Linked DNA regions of Hordeum vulgare: region 1 is linked to region 2. A link is a contact called in public Hi-C data. All regions are on one chromosome and are shown on one strand. Each heading gives the region's core, a stretch centred on a gene start, on an enhancer-like site or on the middle of the called end of the contact. The rest is flanking DNA. Distances are from core to core; before and after follow the strand shown.

Region 1 (4,498 bases), core at 1,432-3,931, 94 kb before region 2:
ACAACAAGTTTTTCTTTCATTGTTGTTTTTCCAACAACTCCGTTCAATTCTTCTTGTAAGGATGCTCTCAAATACAATTGTGGTGGAAGTTGTCATTTTCTTCTCCATTCTCTTCTCCTCAAAGATCTAGTTTCTATTCTCTTGCTCTGGAGGATGTGTGATGTTGCTCTCTTTTATCCATCATCTTATCCTTATTGAGATCATGTTCTTCCCTTGCTTGTCCATTTAACTGGAGTGTTGTGCTCGTATTCAATTATTTCCATCTTATCAATTTTTTTCTCTTTCCTACTGAAGTGTTGCCGAAATTTCTGTTGAATTCTTTCTTGTTTCTCATATCATTATTCATCTCTTTGCAACCTTCAGGGATCGTTGGTCTCACTCGTTTGTCTAAGAAGCAACTAAGTTTTACCTCTTTTGTCTCTCTTCCTCTTCCCCCTATCATTCTTAGATCTCGGGTCGAGATCTCTTATTAGTGTAGGAGACTTGTAACAGCCCGGAACCGACGCTCCTGAAGATTCCCCTTTTATTCCATTGTCATCGTGTGATTATTTCGGCTCTCGCATTCATCATTGAATCATTCGCATCATCCGCATTGCGTTGGCACTCCGTTGCCGTCATTTTTCAAAACTTGCGTACATTATTAGTTGCCGGTTCTCTCCGTTTTTGTCGTTGACCATTTCGAGACCAACCACACACACATGCACGTGCGGCATCATTTCAATATCGTTTTTAAAAGTGTGTATAAAACTTTCTCAGATTGGGTTCAAAGTTGGCGTGTGGTCTTATTTTAAAGTACGTAGGCCGTCTACCAAATTTCATCGCAACGAAGTCCGTTTGATACCCGAATGGTCGACCGTAGCGGCACCATCATCGGTTTATTCGTCGAACGTATTTCAGTTTTATTAACTCCATGCCGGGCCGCAAACCGCCCACTCATCTCAGCCCAACACCCCCTATACAAACCACTAACCCATCTAGCCTTGCCTTCGCTTCCGGGCCGTCCGATTGAGACCAAACGGTCCAAAAATGGGCAATTTCCACTAAACCTAGACCCTATTTCCTATTTAAGGAGACCTACCCTGCCTATTTGGGCGCTACCCTAAGGCCAACTCCAGCGCGCGACCCCATGCGGACGTCCATTTTTCCCGGATTCTGTCTGTTTGGGGCGGGCGATGGGGTCGTGTCTGGGCCATTTCTCGCATGTGGTGGCCGTGCGCCCAACGCGCGGGCGCATCCTTGGGCGCATCTTCAAACACAAGCATTCGAATAGCCACGACCCATAGTTCATGCAAGCGGTCCTAGATCACGCTGGCAACAGAGCCAGCGGCCGGCAACATAGCCGGCCTCCAAAAAAGAATAGTTTTTTCACTGGCAACACATCGAGTGGAGGGAAACCGGGCAACAATGGCATGGTCAACGATATCGGGGAGGGGCACTCCGGAGGCTGGACGACCGACGAGCCTGTTCTCGCCGGCCCGACGGGCGCAACCGGGAAGCTCATCGGACGACACAACCCCATCATGAGGAGGGCGTGCGCTTTGCTGACGATGGCCTCCTTCTCTTGAGCATCGGCCTTCTGCCACGCGGCCTCCAACACAGCGCGCTCGATGGCGTACGCGGTCGCTGCGTCCTTCCTCTTCGTCTTCGCCCGTCGGTTCCACCTCTTGGCCGATTCCGCGTCCAGCTTTGCGATCTCCTTCGGCGTGAGTTCTGACCGCGACTTCTTCGTACCCTTGGGCGCCTTCTCCTTCTTCGCCTTGGTGGCCGGGACGACGGTCGGGTCATCGGAATTCGGTGGGGGATAGGCCATGGCGGGAGATGGCGGGCGGAGGGGAGGGCGGGGCGTGGGAGGGTTTTGGGGGGAAATGAAATGGAATGGGGCATGGGGAAGGGAAGGTCGTGCTGCTTTGTGCCGCCAATGGGAGGGCCATGGGAGGACAAACGCACGCGTCTCACCCTCAGCGCGGCGTTCGCGCGCTGTCCATTTCACCTCAAAATCGGACCAAGTTTGGGTCGTGAATGGGCCAAAAGCGGACAGAAAACGGACAAACGTCCATTTGCGCCCGCACGCTAGGCCGCCTGATGTGTTCATTTTACCCCAAACGGATGCGAGTGGACATGATAAGGCCGCGCGTTGGAATTGGCCTAATCCACCTCAGAATCCGCACCGCTGCCAGCCACCTCCTACCTCTCTCCTGCAACCCCGTTGCCCCCTCTCTCGTGCAACCCCGTTGCCCACCTGGTGCCTCCACCGTGCCACGCCTACACAGCCCACATCCGGCCCGCCCGGGCCTGGATCGAACCGCCCCGCCTCTTGCGAACCCGCTCGCGAGCAGCCCCGCACCCTGCCTCGCTAGCTATAGCCTCTTGAGAGCTCGTGCCTGAGCTCTCCCCGCACCTCCACCCCGCCGTACACTCCGGCTGGCCACCGGGGGGATCTCCGCCATCACCGCCAGTCGGCCCTAGCCAGAGTCACCGGAGCCCTGTTGCCGAGTCCCGTGCGCCCCGTGTCGCCGGTCCTTTCCGATGGAGGCCACCAGACCACCAGCCTCCGTCGGATCCGGCCGACCCTGACCCATCGGTGTCCAAATCCACCGAAGCCCCGTCGGCCTCCACCCTCTTGTCGCCCTCTGGCTGGTTTGCCCCGCCGCCACCGTCGCCAAGGCCCACGCGCTCCTCCCCTCGAGCCCTGCTCGCCCGCCAGCCTGTTAGGCCTAGTGGTGAGCTCCAGCCCACTCTGTTATATTGCACCTCAGGCACTATGCAGTTATCCAGCACCCATACGTGTTAGCCCACTAGCTGCAGATTCGGCTCATGTGCTACTTATTTTCTGCGGACAAATTTAGCAACTATCTAGTGCATTATTAATTATATAAAAATACATATTTTTAAAATCTCATAGTTAATTAACCATGCATCGGATGAAAATAAATTAGATATGTAAACAACTTAAAATTTTGTGTAGTTTCACAATATCCAACTCTCACATGTGTTTAAAATGCCTAAACTTGATGTTTAATTAAATTTCTTAAATGCCATGTTAGAAATGGTTCATGTCATAACTAATTAACCGTAGCTCCGACTAAAATGTTTCACATATGTAACTTGGCTAGAAACATGTGTAGAATAACATGATAGCATTTATTTTGCTATTTAACAACTCTAAAATTGTGTTTTAGGGATATATGTAGCAAATTCAAAATTACATATGGGGACTTTATGAAATTGTTATTCGTTGGTATGGCCTCATTTGAACTTGCGTAGAATTTCATGTAGATTCATAATGTCATGTTGCATCCATGTTTTAACATGTTGTGTCTGTCATTTGCATGCATTTTACATTCATGCCATGTCATCTTGTGTTGCTCATATCTTTTAGATTGTAGCTTCGTTTTAGATGATATATATATATATGTGTGTGTGTGTGTGTGTGTGTGTAAATTGACTAGAATGACGTGTAGATTCACACGGTCCACTTTATTTTGCTGTTTAGTACATATAAAACATGTGTAGTTCATATGTGGACCAATTTCGAAATTAACACATGGGGTCATTTCGGAAATACTATATGTTGTTGCAGACCTCATTTAAAATCCCTGGATAGTGTAGTTTATTTATGCTTCACCTCTTGCCATGTTTAACAACATTAAACATTGTCGTGTACCTAAACGAGAGTGAACTAAGTAATTCAAATATGAAGTTTCGTCAATATGCAACTCGTTGCATATTGAGCTTCACTTAATGTGTAGTATTCAGTTGTTGTGATGAGCCATGCCTTGCATAATTAAACCAGACATGCATCATATTTGATTGTGCATCTTGTCATGAATATGTGTGGTGTTATTGAGTGTTGATTGTTGTTATGGATTGTTTCTTCTCGATAGACTTCCGAACCGCTTCGGAGTGTGAGGACCCGTACGACTATGTTGGTTCGTCTGCTTCACGGATTCGTTCTTCTTCCAAGCGGGATCATAGGCAAGATGACCATTTCCCTAGACACCATTACTATCATTGCCATGCTAGTTGTCTCATTTCTTTCGCTATGTCTCGCTGCTTACCACTTAAATGTCAGCTTCCCAACATTGCCATGAAAAGCCTCTAACCGTTCCACAACCCGGCAAACCACAATTTGGCTTACCGCTTGATCAACCTTATTATAGCGTTGCTAGTTGCAGGTGCAGTTGATTCCATGTGAAAACATGGGTTCTTGTTATATCATCATATTATCGTTATTTAATTTAATGCACCTATATACCTGGTAAAAGACGGAAGGCTTAGCCTTTTGGCTGGGTGTTTTGTTCCGTCTTTTCCGCTTTAGTTTCGGCTACCGGTGTTATGTTCTATAAATGAGCGCTCCTAACATGCTTGGGATTATTATGGGGACCCCCTTGATTTTAGTTTTGGGATAAAACTCTTTCGGCAAGGCCCAACATTGGTCCTATATTTGCCCAACATAATAATACTGAACACCGTTAGTAACACATAGGAAGTCAGCGCT
Region 2 (4,444 bases), core at 362-2,861:
GAAGAGCTGCGCTAGCGAGTAGTCGTTGAGCAACTCTGAAATGGACGGGATCTTCGGCATCCTCTGTGTGCCGGGCACCGCGGCCTGCAGTGTGTAGCCGCCGGCGCCGCCTTGCATGGTCATGCCGGCGCTAGACATGGGGTAGGCGCCAGCGCCGGAAGGCTCGTCAAGCTCGTGGTCGGACAGCGGCGGCACCGCCATCGGGGACACTTGGCTGGTCTTCTTGTAGATCCGGCACAACACCCAGTCATCCAGCTGCATACATATACGCCAACATGGAGTATTAGAAATAATAAGTGAATAAAGCTTGCAATCAACCAGGCGAAAGATGAATCAGTCATTAACACGCGTATGCATCAGGCCTATCATTGTCGTATCTATTGACTTGGCGCAACCATGCCAAGTATGCCTAAAGAACATTTCTTTAAACGAGACACGCACATTAAAGCAGCTCTTGCGTCCATTCATAAGGCACTGCACAACCCGATTCCATTTTGGTAAAACTGACGTGCCGACGACACGAACCCATACACCCTCCCGGAAAAATCGCAGGGCAAGTGCGCGGGCAGGTGCGTGCCTAGCTATCGTCCGGTGCCACGCATGCGACTGCCATGGCACCAATTAATTTGACATATAGTAAGATCTATGTAGCTCTATACTCTAGGGTTTTGGGTGCTCAGTTCCGTTGACGATTTAATTTGTTCGTATGTTTGGTTGCTGTAGCTGTAGCGCGCACGTACGTGGTAACGACTTACCCTCATGGAGGCGTTGCGGAACTTCATGGGGCGGTAGGTGTTGGCGGCGTGCGCGTCGGCGGCGGCGAGGCGGTATTCGTGCATGATCCAGTTGGTCTTGATGCCCTTTGGCGGGCGGCCCTTATAGAAGACGAGGGCCTTCTTGACGCCGACGCTCTCGCCGGTGGCGCTGCAGCGGATGGGCTTGTCGGTGCCGGTGGCCTTCCAGTAGCCGGAACCCGCAGCACGGTTCGGCCGGACACCGTTGGGGTACTTACGGTCCCTCGGCGTGAAGAAGTACCACTCCCTGTCCCCGTAGCTAGCCTTGGCTGCAATCAATTAACAGGCCCCAACAAAAATAACGGACGATTATTAACTGAGATCCGAATTAAGGTAGCGCAAGTGGGAAGCAGTCGATCATCATCAGCATGAATGAATCATGATATATATGCATGCTTGGTGCAGAGGGGAGGCGGCAGGGCAGGTGGGTACTAACATGGCAGGGCCCAGGGGTCGAACTTGTAGATATCTACGTCGGCGATGATGGAGACGGGGCACGGCGATTGGGCGGCGCGGTTGCGGAGGTAGTGCAGGATGAGCTCCTCGTCCGTCGGGTGGAACCGGAAGCCCGGCGGCAGCATGGCCGGGTCGGACATGATCATCGCCACGCCACGCCACGCAACGCTCGAGGACGAAAACCCTAGCTGGCTAGCTAGAGCTTGGAGTGCTAACCAGTCTTGGAAGAAGATCTGGTAGCTAGAGAGGAAGCTAGCGACAGATGAATTAGCTAGAAAAGCTTGTAGCTATGGGAAATGAGGGGCTCGAACTTTTGGAGACGAGAGGAGAGGGGCCGCTTATATGGTTGCGGATTTTTGTCCTCTTGTGTTGTGTGCGTGACGCTTGGCCATGGCCCGGCGAGGAGAGGAGGCCTTCTCTGTGGTTTCGGCAACGGTGTGTGTGTGTGTGGCTATCGTTGATTCGTTATTCCTCACGTCCGGCGTGATGGCGCCCGGGATTGGGCATGGGCCGCCGTGACGTCGGCCGCTGAAACTTGCTGGCGCACGCACGTGTTGCCGGCCGGCCGACGATGGATTTGGGCCGAATCTCTCGCCCGATCCACCCGACACAACGGAATCCCACACCGCTGTTACAGAGTAATACTAACACGGATTATATTCATATAATTCAGCCAAAAATAAATAAATCCGGATCGTATAATCAGTAGGAATCTCTGTTATTCTTTTTTTTTGCTTGGGTCTGCATGAGTCAGGGAGTAGAGACTAACATATAGGCACCTTCAGCTAGTTTAGCAGGGGCAGAAGAAAAAGGAAGGTCTGCACTATGTTGAGAAACTCGCGGGTCTAGTAGCAAAGCCAGATTTAGGTCGACACAGTGAGATGGCGCGGAAACAGGTTGTGACGGTAAGATTTGTTTGTTTGGGCCTTTTGTGGCTATAAGACGGGCATATGCTACAGACAGGAAATTGGACCCCGTAGTAGGTTAGTCTGGCAAAATAAATAAATTCTAGGGGTACCATATGCAGCTTCAACCTGTATTAGCTTTGTCTTGTACGAGTATATGAATTATATGCTTGGTACTATTCTCGTGCATATTACCTAGTATGATTTTCATGCGGTGGACCCATTATGCTGAACAGCTAATTTTGAACTTTTCTTTTCTAGCAAGGCAAATACCATCTTTTTTCCCCCTTCAAAACGGTGGGGGAAGTAGCTTTGAACTTTAGAGTGCACACGTGATTAAATCTGTGCTAGGAAATGAAAAGCCGGTCTCCAGTAAGAAATTAATCTAGGCGTGAGTTCAATTGCTTGTCATTTTTGAGTAAATCCTTCCTTTACTCAGGAATAACTCCAATGTGATCATGTTTGCCCTATCTAAAAATCCTGTCATAGCGTACTCCTTAGTTGTCATCCCTTGATGGTTTTTACCCAATTTTATCGTTTTCCCCAAAAACTGACCAAACCAGTCCATGTGGGAGGATGACATGAAGGGTGACTAGGTGGACAAGTCAGGTCCACGTTCGCACCATGTGGCCATGTTGGCCCAGCTACGGTATATAAGTGTCGGTGAATATATATGTATTCATATGAAAAACATATATGCACGAGACATGTGATGTATCCTTAGCCGAGTATGGAATTTTCATGAAGACCCTATTGTGAGCTCGAGTGCAGATAAATCATAAATCGCAAGAAACCAAATTTGAATACATTTCCTTATTTCAGTAGGATCTATGCCAACGATTAATGCACCACACATCTTATGATCTGCTGGAGGTCACGAAGAGGGTAGAGGGCAGGGTGATGCCCAAAGGAACCTCAGCAGCGACGAAGGTGACACGGTGGTTTTACATAGGACCAAGCCGCGGATGCGGAAATCCCTATGTCCCGCCTACTAAGCTTTATTAATAGAAAACGAGGATCAAAATTGTGCATATGAGATCTACGGGGAGCTAGTTTACGGGCCTTGCCTCCAAAGATAGTTGCCTATGATGAAAGTCCACATGCCCCTTGTAAAGGTAGACAAAGCTGGTAATGTGGTAGCTATCAACGTCGGATACAATACGATCGGGTGATCATATTGTTTTTTTTTTGAATACGCAAAGATTGTGTATCTTTTCATTGATAGAAGAAGAGTGTTACACCATGGGATTGCAACAGCTCACTAAGCCATGTACACAAGTTGGCATGGAAGCGAGCTAGGAGCATCACACACATGGGGTTGCTCAGCCCCAGACGTCAAACAAGACTAGCCCTTAGGGATGACATTTTGTATTCTGATGGCGTCGGCTCGAGCCCATAGGCGCGCTTCGTCCTTGATGATGTCAGATACACGGGTACCGAGGGCTGCTCGTATTCAAAGATGCATCTGTTCCGATGCTTTCATAGCCACCAAGTGGTGAGCATGACGAGGGAGGCGAGCCCTTTGCGGGTCGGGGTGGGTGTGCGCTCGCACGAGGTAGCCCACCAAGTTGGAAGTTGGTGGCTACGCTCGGTAGGTCCGCGATAGATCTAACCGAATTGAGCACCTCGTGCCAGACTTCGTGGGAAAGGGAGCAACATGCGAGTATATGTTGCATCATCTCCGCGTCCTGATCGCAGTGGGGGCAGGCATCCTCGTGGGGTAAATCATGTCGGGCAAGACGTTCGGCCGTCCACCAGCAGTCTTGGAGCGCAAGCCACATGAAGAGCTTAATGCGCAGCGGTGCCCAAGGCTTCCAGGTGAGCCATCAGAACAAGTCCTCGCAAGCCCCTATGAATAGGGCTGGGTAGAGGATCTCGCACAGTACGTGGTAGAGGGGGTCCAACGCCAGCTAAGGGTGTCTCGCGAATTGGAGAGTGCAACATGTCGCATGCATCACCATATACTGAAATAGGGCGGCTGGGCCGAGGGCTCCCTGAATGTCTTGCACCCAAGATCGATTATGCAACCCCTCCTGGATGGTACGGGACTTGCGCCTTCGGCGCAGTACGAGGCGAATACAAGGGGCGTGATCTAATACATGGAACGCCCGTTGATCCAATGGTCGCACCAAAACCTACACGTGCTCCCATTGCCAAGGAGCCAGGAAGTGGACGCCCGAAAGATCGCACTGACCTTCTTCTCACGAGGGATGTGAAAATGGTTCCAATGTCTCATGGGGTCCGTTTGCTGCAGCCACAGCCATCGGGTCCTCAGGGCATCACCGGCGC

Evidence for each region. Hi-C and Micro-C count contacts between places; a contact is called where the count stands out from the background.
Region 1: a Hi-C map of leaf shows a contact between it and region 2, with 5 times the contacts expected there. The contact joins the enhancer-like site here to the promoter of LOC123446515 in region 2. A contact is called at or near these places in 3 of 6 Hi-C or Micro-C datasets (leaf and seedling).

What each region holds. Positions count from the first base shown.
Region 1 is chr4H:403,502,049-403,506,546 of MorexV3_pseudomolecules_assembly, reverse strand. No RefSeq gene overlaps it. Among protein-coding and RNA genes, the nearest start is that of LOC123446515, 94 kb to the right of the region's middle. Within about 2 kb of position 2,681, at least 3 of the 3 cell types and tissues checked have open chromatin away from gene starts, as enhancers often do. A contact at or near this core is called in leaf and seedling, where this site is marked.
Region 2 is chr4H:403,407,380-403,411,823 of MorexV3_pseudomolecules_assembly, reverse strand. It overlaps LOC123446515 (NAC domain-containing protein 1-like), which reads right to left and starts at 1,611. Exons shown (of 3, transcript XM_045123089.1): 1 at 1,231-1,611; 2 at 756-1,063; 3 at 1-255. The coding sequence starts at 1,396.